Linked DNA regions of Mus musculus: region 1 is linked to region 2. The links are chromatin contacts, called in public Hi-C maps. All regions are on one chromosome and are shown on one strand. Each heading gives the region's core, a stretch centred on a gene start, on an enhancer-like site or on the middle of the called end of the contact. The rest is flanking DNA. Distances are from core to core; before and after follow the strand shown.

Region 1 (5,448 bases), core at 2,703-5,202, 130 kb before region 2:
ATATGCTTTTGTCAAGGGGTGGGATCCCTTGGGATATTACCCCTTCCATGTTAACATATCCATTGATACTGCTATTGTCCCAGTCTTGTTTGTACAGCCGTATCTAGGAGAGACAGTGTTGTAGTAGACACCCTGATATTCTGACTCTTACAGTCTTTGCTCTCCCCCTTCTGTAGTTCCCTGAGCCACACATATAGAGCTGTGTGTAGCTGTATTCACTGGGGCTGGGCTTCCCATGCTCTGTTGATCTCCACACCATGTCCAGGGTGATTTTTCTGGGAAGCTCTCCATTTGCTGTAGAGAAAGGCTTCTTTGATGAGAGGCAATAACTACCCTTGTCTGTGCTTTAGGATGTAGTAAGACATGCTCATCTAATGAAGTGTTGGTGGTAGATTCTTTTCTTAGGTCTATGACCTCACTAGCCCTAGGGAGCTGGCTAGGTTTCCACTAGCATTCATTCTTGTTCAAGGGCACAGGTTCTGAAATATTGCCCAAAGAGGGCAGTACTGGATCACCTCCTAATGCCACTCTGAATAGCCAATCTGCACTTTCACTCTGCCTGGTATTCCACTGAGCTGTGAATCACATCTTCCATCCAGAATATGATCAGAAGGTCACCTATCTTAGACCCTTGGTTCTCACATTTTATTGCAAAACAGAATCATCTGAGGACATTAAACATTCCTGATCACGTGTCTTCATTACATAAGTGTGTAGCGAAGGCCATGAAGTTAGTGCACTGGCTCTTGCAAGTTGTCCTCTGAACTCCAAATGTGGCCTCTGGCACACATAGACTCATTATATACACAAACAAACAAATAAATAAATGTTCAAAAATACTGTGATTCAAGATTCATTTGCTCATGTTGTCTGAAGGTATGGATATCTACCATGCTCCAAGGCAAAGCTGTCATCTGTCTGTTTGTCTATTTTTAAATGCAAGAATGCATGAAACACATAGCCTGTGGGGTGACAGCGAACTGGTGTTGCAGGTCACGGACTGTTTGGGGATGCTCATTACAGATAGTAAGGGAGGATGAATATAGGGCCTCTCATCTAATCATGACCTGAATCTTAATTTATAGGCCTGTTCTACACCATGCCACCATGAACACACCTGATCTTCTCTGATTTATGGATCCTCTCAAAAGGCCAAGAGACTGCTAGATGCTTTGAGAGCCACACTTTTTGAGCTACACTCTTTTTTCCCCATGATCTTGAGGAAACTCTAGAACTTTTACTTTGGTGGGAGGAAATCCTCTTTTTACTAGAGGTCCAGTGTTTCTGAAGTACAAATGCACTGGCAAACAAAGATCTTAGCAGAAAGCATGAGTTAATAAATTCCTTGATCCCAGAAAGCTACAGAGTAAGGGGACATTTTCTCCCTTCCTTTGGTGACTGTGGCCTCTCACTTCTGTGGTTTTGGGGTTGTTTTCGGTGGGGGGCTTGATGCATTGGCCAGGCCAGTCTCTGAGTCCTAGGCTCATGTGCTCCTCCTGTGATCATCTCCCAGGGCCTGGGATATCAGGTGTGCACTGTCATGCTTAGCTTACCTCTCAGTTTTACATTTTAGTCATCACTTTGGGGATGTGGGAAAGTGGCAGCTTATTAGGCTCACAGAATGATAACTAATTGCTCATTATGTGTTAGACCTTGTGCCACATGATTTCCCTTAAACTCCATGGATTCTCAGGACCTTCTAGGTTGGGAGTTACTGTTTCCTCAATTAAATCAGTAAAGTAAAATCCACCAGAGGGTAAAACCTTGGTCATGCAACTTTAGGGTGTTAACATAGAGTTCTACTTACCTCACTGAAGAGCCCTAGCTCTGGGATTCATGTATGGCTTCTGTTACCAAGGAGCCCAGGGTAGTGTGCTGAGTGTATTGCTTTTTCCATGCGTAGTGCAGACAAAACTAAAGGGGACACACACATACACAGACAGACAGCAAGGCAGACGACAGAGAGAAACACAGAGATAGAGACAGAGACAGAGAGAGACAGACAGACAGAGACAGAGAGAGACAGCGAGAGACAGAGGGAGATACAGACACAGAGACAGAGACAGAGAAAGCCAGACAGAGACAGAGATATTCATGCAATGACCTCTCACAGCCACTTTGCAGGGAATTTGCTTCTGCCTCACATGGCCTGACCTCAGAAGCTCTTGGGAGCTTTGGTGCAAGCCCCTGGGATCCCCCCTTGCAGGCCCACTACAAACATAGCAACCCACAGGACGATGCTGTTCTTATTAAGGTGGACCTTCCCTCCTCAGTTACACCTCCCTGGCAAAGCCTTCAGAGGCACACTCAGAGGTTTCTTCTCTAGGGAGTCTAATGCACACAAGCTGACAGTACAAAGTAGTAATCCCCTATTGATTTTGAAAAATAAAAGCTTAAGTTCCGAGACACATATAGAAAATTCCTAAACTGGAATGTATATAGCTTGGAAACAACCTGAAGTGTAGAAACACTTCCACAAAAGCCCCTCTAGAACTCAGGAAGACAGTATTAACCAAGATTCCCAAACTCTGTGAACAGTCTTCATTTTTAGCTACCACTTTCTTCCCCCCAGGGAATCATAATTTTGATTCTCTTTTATATAGGGGACTGGTTTCCCTAGTTTTCAATTCAGCATTAGTGTTAAAGTAAGTCCTACTTTAAACAACCTTCCTCAGTTTGTGATATTTGTCTCTGTGGAAGCATGTGGCAGAATATTAGATAATCTTAATTGATGTATTATGGCCTATTGTTGGAATCTGCCATAGTTACTGATATTCCTTATTATTGATTGATTTAAAATTGTTGATAATTGTGATCTCTGATATACCTAATTCCTTCTCCAAACTGTATGTCTCTGTGTTTGTCTATCTGTAGGCCCCTTTCTGTATCCAGAGAAAACTGGGAGATTAGCCACTGACAAGAAATCTTTCCCTGAGCTAGGATTTATGATTTTATTGCAATTTTCTGGACCCAGCTTTTCAAGTGTTTTCATTGTTTTTATTTGTCCTCCCCTTCTCTGGTTTTCTGCTATATTTGGTATCTTGTTTTTTTTTTGACCTCTCTGTCCGGTTTCAGAATACATTTCCCTAAGACCACACACTTTCATCTATCTGATCTCACAGTTATCAGCATGCTGTGAATTACCTGTCACTCATTTGAAAGCAGCTCCTGAGCTCTGCTGTGATCTCCCATTTTGACTTCCAGATTATTTACCAAGCTGCTGAATCTGTAAATACACAGAGGCTTGGGTCCTTCGGGGTTTGCTCCGTCTGGACTGATACAGTGGTCAGAGAATTTACCATGCATGCTTTTGGATCTTTTGGAGTTGGCTTGGTTTTGCTTTCTGTCTCAGTGTCCAGCTCCATCAGTGTCTTACATGAGCTACACCCGGTCACGGAGAATTAACTGCTCTGTGTGAATCTCAGAATGAGTATTTTTTAAAAATGAAGGAAAGTATTTCCTTCGGAACCACATCCACTGGGCTGTGTGTGGTGTCTGCTTATATGGAGATCTTGTGGGATGGAGCTCCAGATCCCTAATGCCACAAAATAACCAAATCGACTACATTTTAAGTCAAGTTTTCTTCTTCCAGGGTGCCATGCCCACAGAAATGTTCTGTGGGGTTGTGGTACTGGGTACATGTGAGAGACAATGAGGTCTGGGTCTGCTCGCTTCCAGCTTCTTTTCACTGCCCACTGACTTTAAGCAGTTTGTCTAACTCCCCCTTTTGTGCAGAGCTTGGTGTGGTGTGAAGCTCCGGAAGAGGTTTCTTCTTCCATGGCCAATCCCGTTCTTTCCTTAGAATGGTATTTAGGGTCAGCTGACAGTCCCTATGTGTGTCTCATCTTGTCACTCCCCCGTGAGAGGGCAGCTGCACTTTCCGCTGACCATCTAGCCTATACAATAGAGACAGCCTGATGTAGAAAAACAGACCAAGGGGAAAAAGTCAGAAAAGAAACTGCCTGGCATTTCTTTATAGCTTAACTCATCCGGCGCCCACAATAATGAAATGCGTCTCCTCCTCTCGTGGGCTTCGCAGCTCTGATCCGGAACTCCCAGGTGCCCAAGTGAGGGGAAGAGCTATGAAAATTCAAGCGGAGTGACATTTTCCAAGGAGAATTGGATTAGTAGAGGGGAAAAGGCTGCCAAGATGAAAACCTTTCAGGATGGGGAACGATAAAGTGCAACGGCAACATCATACCTTCAACATGATTCTCTTCACAGTGAAGGGATGTGACCTTTGTGTGAAGGAAACCTGGGCTCCACCACAGACATTTCGCTAATGCTAATGTTCCCTTCCCCAGCTGCAAAATCCATCTGCGCCCTTCAAATACTTCTCTTCTCCTTCCTGCTCTGGTTATTTTTCCGGGCACGCTTCTTAAACTGCCAGAACTTAATATGATTTTACAACCTGCAGCCAAACTTTGGAAGCTTGAAGAATAGCTGACAGGCAGGCGCAAGTGCGAACTGACCTCCTTCACACACACATGGCTGTCAAGATAAGGGAACCCAGGGCTCTGCTGGTGTTGGGGGAAAACGGCTTAGCCTCATCTGAACTCACTTCCTGCTGGAGGGGCCGCTTGGTTGGTTGGGTTCCAGAGATAGCGTCTCACTGCGCTGCTCGGGTTGTCGTGGAACTCAGATTCAAGTTGCCTCGTCCTTCTGAGTGCGGGGCTTACAGGTCTCACTGGTTGGCTAAAACAGTTATATGGGGCATAATCCTGAGGGTGAGTAACTCGGGGTCTACAGAATATGTTCTGTAGGAATCCTCTTGAAACAAAGGAGTTATTCCTGTGTTTTTTTTCAGTCTTTTCCACTCTTTATAATCTATAGGAGTATCATTTTCTCTTCTACAGATGAGAAAGAGGAGTCCAAAACCTTTTATGTATCTGGATCTTGGGGACAGTAATCACAAAAGCAGAATTTGTACTTAGGTTTATTTTCACTGCAGTGGCCAGAATAGCTAGACACCGAGCCTCGGACACACAGTAAGGATTTTATATGCTTAATCCACCTCATGGTTGGTGCTTCCATTGTTGAACCTTTCCTAAAGTTCAAAGCCTGGGGCTGGAGAAGTTTTGTTACTTGCTCATGAATAGCAGTCCTGGGATTTTTTGTTTATCTCTCTGGCCTGAATCCACTAAGTGGCTACCGATGACCTTGAACTTCTGATCCTCCTGTTTGAACCTTCTAAGTGCTAGGATTGCATGCCTGGTTTGTGTGCTGCTGGCAACAGAACCAAGGGCTTGGGGCAGCAAGCATTCTACCAAGTGAGTCAAATCCCCAGTCCAAGTATGGGACTTTGTGATGAAGAAAACATACAAATCTAATAAGAGTTAAATGTCCTTACTGTTACCCATCATCTGAGTGCTGTGAGATCGCATCCCCAGTAACATGTTTGACCTTCAGAGTTGCATAATAAGACTGAAATCATGATGGTGAAGAAGG
Region 2 (5,778 bases), core at 171-2,670:
CATTGCTATTTCTCATTGACAGCAGTTGTAATTTTGAGCCTTGGTCTAATATATTCAGTTTAAACCTCACCTTGTCCAATGTTGAATTTTCCCATAAAAAAGAAAGTAAGTAGCCATGTATTACGGCACTTGGAGGTAGAACTGATAGTCTAGTACCCCTCTCTTCAACTTTGCTTCTATGCTAACGTAGAAATAACTGGATGATATGAGATCCAGGCAGGGAATGCTGCTGGGGAAGGTGACAGAACACTGAGGTGACGGAACCAGACAGGAGAATCTCAGAGGCTTGATGCCTGCTACCTTAGTCCCAGGTCTTCTCAAGGGGAAAAGGCAAAGAGTGATAAATGAGGACACCAGAATCCTCTTCTGCTGTTGGCACTTACACTTTCATTCACACACATGCACACAGTATATATGCACGCACAAACATATAAACAAACCCCCACATATGTATTCTATATGCATACAGAGCATATATACTGCACACACATAATGCACATGCAGATACACCTCAAATACACAAATATAAACACATAAACATATACACCACACAATATTCTATGCACACATACAGACCATATATACCCCATACCCATAGATAGATAGATAGATAGATAGATAGATAGATAGATAGATAGATAGATAATGCATACCACACACATAAACTACATACATATAAAACATATATACTATCCACACATATCCACACATATGCCTGCCTACACTTACAAAAATGCCTTAAAAGAAAATAAAATTCCAGAAATAAAAAAAATCAATAATTCTAAAGTATAATATTTTTATATTTGTAGCTTTAAAACCATGCAGAGAGAAGAACTGAAAAATAATTCACATATTCACCCAGAATAGCATAATTGTAAATATGCTCAGTCATGTTATATGGTGTTGACTTACACAAAGTTCATTAAGCTATTACTGTATGGTAGAAACTTTAGGCACAGCCAGATCTAATTCTAGCAACAAATCTTATTAAAATGCCATTTTCCAAATGGAAAGAAACAAAAACAAGCTTGGGAGGCTTGCATGGTGTGCTTGAGGTTACAGAGTAACTGGTACTGGGCACCCTGCCCCTAAAGTAGGAGCTGGGCAGGAAGGCTGCCTCTGGCACTGGAGCTGTGTCTGGCATAGAGCATATGCTAAATAAATATTTGTTGAAAAATTAAGTAGAACTAGTTGACTCCAAAGCCCTCATTATTCCCATGATGTCATCTGTCCTCTGTAAATGCCCTTCTGAGTGACCGGGTAAAGCAACACTGCTCTTTGCTTCCACCGGGAGCTAGGAACTGGGGAGGTGAATTTTCTCCCTCAGCCTCAGTAGATGCTCTCACTCTGGTACACATACAGGCAGCGCTAACTGGACTCAGTGAGGATTAAAGTTTAATTGTCGAAAGAGAAGACTAGCACGTAAGGTTAGGAGGGGAAGGGAGGAGAAATGAAAGGGAAGGAGTGGGTAGTGGCCGTGCAGAGAACATACATGTGTGAATATCAAATAAAATAGTTTATAAAACATTCTGTTTTCATTACTGTTCTTTTTTATATATAATAAAATACCACAAGCAAAAGTAACTTAGAGATGAAAGTCTTTATTTTTGTGAACTCTTCTGAAGAGAGAAAAGTCCATTATGATGAGCAGACATGGCAACAAGCAGCATGCAGCAAGCATTGTGGCAGGCTCAGGAAGCTGAGCAAGCCATCTGCACCATGAACACAGCAGGAAGAGAGTTGGAGGGAGGCAAGGCTCTCAAAGCCCACTTTCAATGACTTACTTCCTCCAGCGAGACTCCACATCCTAAAACTTCTATAATGTTCCCCAAACAAAGCCACCAACTAGGAACCAAGTGTTCAAATACAGGAGCTCAATGAGGACATTTCTGAGGCTGTGTTTCATGGGGAAATATCCAACTGGGTCAAATATTGTGAGTCCATTCATGAAATCAGTCTTGGATTTGTGATGGGGAGACCATATGATTACATATTCATGACTTTGGTGTATTTGAGGTATTGTATAGGTTGTAGGAAACATGTTGGTTTTGAACACAGAATCAACTAAATTAGATTCTGACTCCAGAAACTACTCTGAACTATACTTACCTGCAAAAGCTCAGGAGAAAGCAAGAGGTTCTGTATGAAATACACTTATTAAAGATCATGGGATACCCAGGTATGCAGTAGATAAAACCTGTCATTATTTTTGAAGAAAACATACAATGTCATGGATGTTTCTTTGCATAGGTTTTATTCTGGCATATAACCAGGGTTGGTATTAAAATGAACTGTGTTTCATATAAACACAAGTAGGCAAGCCCTGGAGAAGCCTTAATTCAGGGGCAGAGCAGGTACTCTTGCCCAGCCGTGTTCCAGTTGGAGGGCTTTCAGGAAGTTGACTGTCAGAGCTCTTAATTACATTTACTGCTAATTCAGTGTGATGTCTTCCCAGTTTAAAGCAACCGCTCTGGTCCAAGGCTTGGAGGATGAGAACTGGGGGTCCATCAATCATGTTATCTACAACACAAAGAGGGAAACGTCATTTCTATCTTCCCCTGCCCAGATGTTGGGTTCCATAGGGCATCCACACACATTCCAGAAATCGACTTTTAAATGCTGCAAGCAAAGTATCCTGATGTTGAACACAGCCTGTTAGAGCTGAAAGAGACCTCAGGGACAGCCTGGTCATTAGCTTGCTTATTAATGGATGCAGGCAGTAAATATAACCCAGAGCACAGAGCTTTAGAGCTTCCCATCAGCCAGGTGTTACAGCAAGTAACCAGTTTCTGTCTCTAACCTCCACTTCTTCAGCTACCCATCAACAGGGGTTTCCATCGTCACATCACCCTCTTAAAGACTGCCATTCAGAGAACTGAAGTTGACCTTGCTCCTTATCCTAGGATGCTTCTCATATCAGATCATAGTATAACTGGAACATGCCCTACACACAGTGTCATACAGGGGCAAGTGACTCTGTGAGTAGGACAGAAAAAGGACAGCAGGATAGGTCCTTGCTCTAGCCTGCCACTCGAGGATCATAACTTGGGTGAGCATTTCAGTGTTTTAAAAATAAATAGGACCCACTCTGTCCTTAATGCACAGGTTGTTTTGGACTTGAAGAAGCGGGATAGAATCCTTGCTGCACCTTGCTGCTGCGATTTCATTCATCTAAAAGTTATGATCAACTCACTGATCCTTACAGTGGTTTCTGCCCTTTAGGGTATCCACAGACAAGCACCGGACCCTTTTTATCCTTCCAGATATTTCCCCTTCAAAATAGAGCTTACCAAAGCTGGTGTTTGAGGGTGTGATAGAGGTGACTGGCCATTGCTAGAGGCTTTTTTTCCTTTGAACCACTGAACCCCGCAGTCAGCACCCCTGACTCTGCATGTTCATTTGCATATATCTGATCAGAACCTGCACAATACTCTCTGACTGCTATTCATTCTCTTCAGTGTCATTGACTTCTCTACAAGCCATGATCCAGGAGACCCAGGCAGCAAGTCCCATGCTGTGAGTGGCTTGGGGAAAGAGAAAAACATAGGTTGCCTGATTTTAGATTGTCCCCATGCTAAGCCATACTGTCTGGTCCAGACCTTACCTGAGGGAAGCTGCTGGCTGCTGTTATGCCTGGGTATCAAAGGCACGTTTGTTTCAGGGTACCCATTCCTATGACTCTAGGAGGATTCTGAGCCCAGCTTTTTAACACATCAGAAATGAAACTGGGCCCTCATTCCTTTATCCTTTCCTCTCTCTCTGAAAACTGCTTCTGCATCATGCCTTGTTATTCCTACAAAACAACAAGAAGACCCAAATGATAAAGAAGATGTAAGGAGGCTGAGCTCAGGTTCAAGTACAAGATGGACGGTGTATATCAATGGTGTGATTTTTCCAACAGGGAGCTTCATCGGTCACAAAGGTGCGCGTGGCATGTTAGTTTTGGAACTCTTGAGTTCTAACTTGCACATACCCATTGTCATGGCTACTTTCCTCCCTCTCCCCTACAGAGCCTAATGTCTCCTCCTCCTAACCTCACTTTAAGAGGCCTGTCTCAGCCCTGAGCCCTCAGGGAAGAGGAGACTAGTCTGTCTCAGCTAGGTCTCTGAAAGCCACACAACTACCTCCTGTCTCTCGGGTTTAATGAGGAAAGCCCCAAGTCAGGAAGGCTGGTGCCAAGGTTTTATGGAGGCCTTGAGCCAAGGGGCCTTACCAGGAATTCAACTAGCTCTGCCTCTCTCCCCTGAGATCTGCAAAAGGCAAACAGCTCTGGTAAAACTAGAGAACAATTTCCCAAGCAGGAGACTGGGAACTTTTAACGAGCCAAGTGAGCCTGCCTGGTCCTATGCTGGTCCTGCAGCCTGGCTAATTAGATCACCGGTGTAAAGAGACTTGATGGGCAGAAGACAGAGCAAAGTACAGTGGCTCAGAGGACCAGGCCTGCCAGACTTAACAGGTAGTGAAAAGACTGATTCCTGCTAGGGTTGGAGATATTCTGGAAAGATCTTCCATTTCACCCTCTTCCCCTTCTTCTTTACACAGAGTCATGTCTCTGATCATGTTCAGGGCACAGGTTTTAATTCTTCAAAGACAAATCTGGCATACCAAGCCAACAAGTGTTACTGAGAGAGGATAGAAAATATTGTCCATGATGTCACCCATCATTTCTTCTTGCCTCTTTTTTTATTGTGTTTTCCCCGACCATGTCAGACTCTAGGCTAGATTTCAAAATACAAAATAACCTTGATGGATACTTCTGAGAGATAATCCAGGAGTTATCAAATATTTCTGGAAGTAATGAGTGCAACTTTGAAGTTCCAGTGTTATGGTTAAAGAGGAACAGGGTAGGGGTTGGGGGGGAAGAGAAGAGAATCATGCTAGCCTGGCTTTTCTAAAACAAATTACATTTTGTTATGAAACAAAAAGTAGTAAGGTAAGGATTGCTAAATGATGGTGGGTTATTTCACTGTGTGAAGGCTATGAGGCAATGCCAGTGCTTGAGAGATTTGCCAGTGCCTACCCATGATTCAGAACTGTGGGTATGGGAGCTCTGACTTAAAGGCCTTCTTTGAACCAGAGAGAGACTTTATTAGAAGCCAATCGTGATTCTGGAATCCACATGTCCAGAATCATAAGAGGTGGGTCTCCATTGCATAAGCCCATTAGTCTATGTCTGCTTATTTTGTTCTGTTTTGTTATTTTTGTTATAGCAGTCTGCACTGACTAATACAAGAGAACACTGATGTAATTCTATTGAGACCTTTGCTTACAGGGCAATCTTTCACCTGTCCATAGTCCTCAGGTTCTAAAACTCATATTATCAATGCTTAGTATCTTATGCCCTTTCTTCATGCCAGCACCACCTCCACCCTAGCCACAGATTCCTGCTGGCAGAGAACTCTTCCCTCTTAATATTAGGCATGGTTGGGTGACATGAGATGACTAATCAATTGGGAGAAGGTTAAATATGATTGGCTTTGTATGGGATCAAAGGCTTTAAGAACCACGGCACTCTCCTAACTTGCCTCTTCTACTTCTACTGTGACTATAATGTGTTCCAGATGTGGACCCTGCTTTGGTCCTAATCCCAGAATGAGGAAGACACATGGAACCAAGTGAGACTGCTGCGGCCAGCACAGACTGAAAACAGTTGCTCTCAACTGTGACAGAAGCATGAACATTTGCTGTTGATGAGGTGTTTCTTATGATGGTCAGGGAAGGCTGGCCCTCCACTGACACACATTATACAGCTGCCTTTCCTATGCTCTGTCCTGAGTA

The links. A called contact is a pair of places that touch in the nucleus more often than the background predicts.
Region 1: a Hi-C map of double positive thymocytes shows a contact between it and region 2, with 1.7 times the contacts expected there. The contact joins two enhancer-like sites. A contact is called at or near these places in 2 of 484 Hi-C or Micro-C datasets (the C10 cell line and double positive thymocytes).

Annotation. Positions count from the first base shown.
Region 1 is chr12:16,184,680-16,190,127 of GRCm38.p6, reverse strand. No RefSeq gene overlaps it. Among named protein-coding and RNA genes, the nearest start is that of Gm48606, 45 kb to the left of the region's middle. Within about 2 kb of position 3,952, at least 69 of the 459 cell types and tissues checked have an H3K27ac peak or open chromatin away from gene starts, as enhancers often do. A contact at or near this core is called in double positive thymocytes, where this site is marked.
Region 2 is chr12:16,052,398-16,058,175 of GRCm38.p6, reverse strand. No RefSeq gene overlaps it. Among named protein-coding and RNA genes, the nearest start is that of Gm36235, 40 kb to the right of the region's middle. Within about 2 kb of position 1,420, at least 10 of the 459 cell types and tissues checked have an H3K27ac peak or open chromatin away from gene starts, as enhancers often do. A contact at or near this core is called in double positive thymocytes, where this site is marked.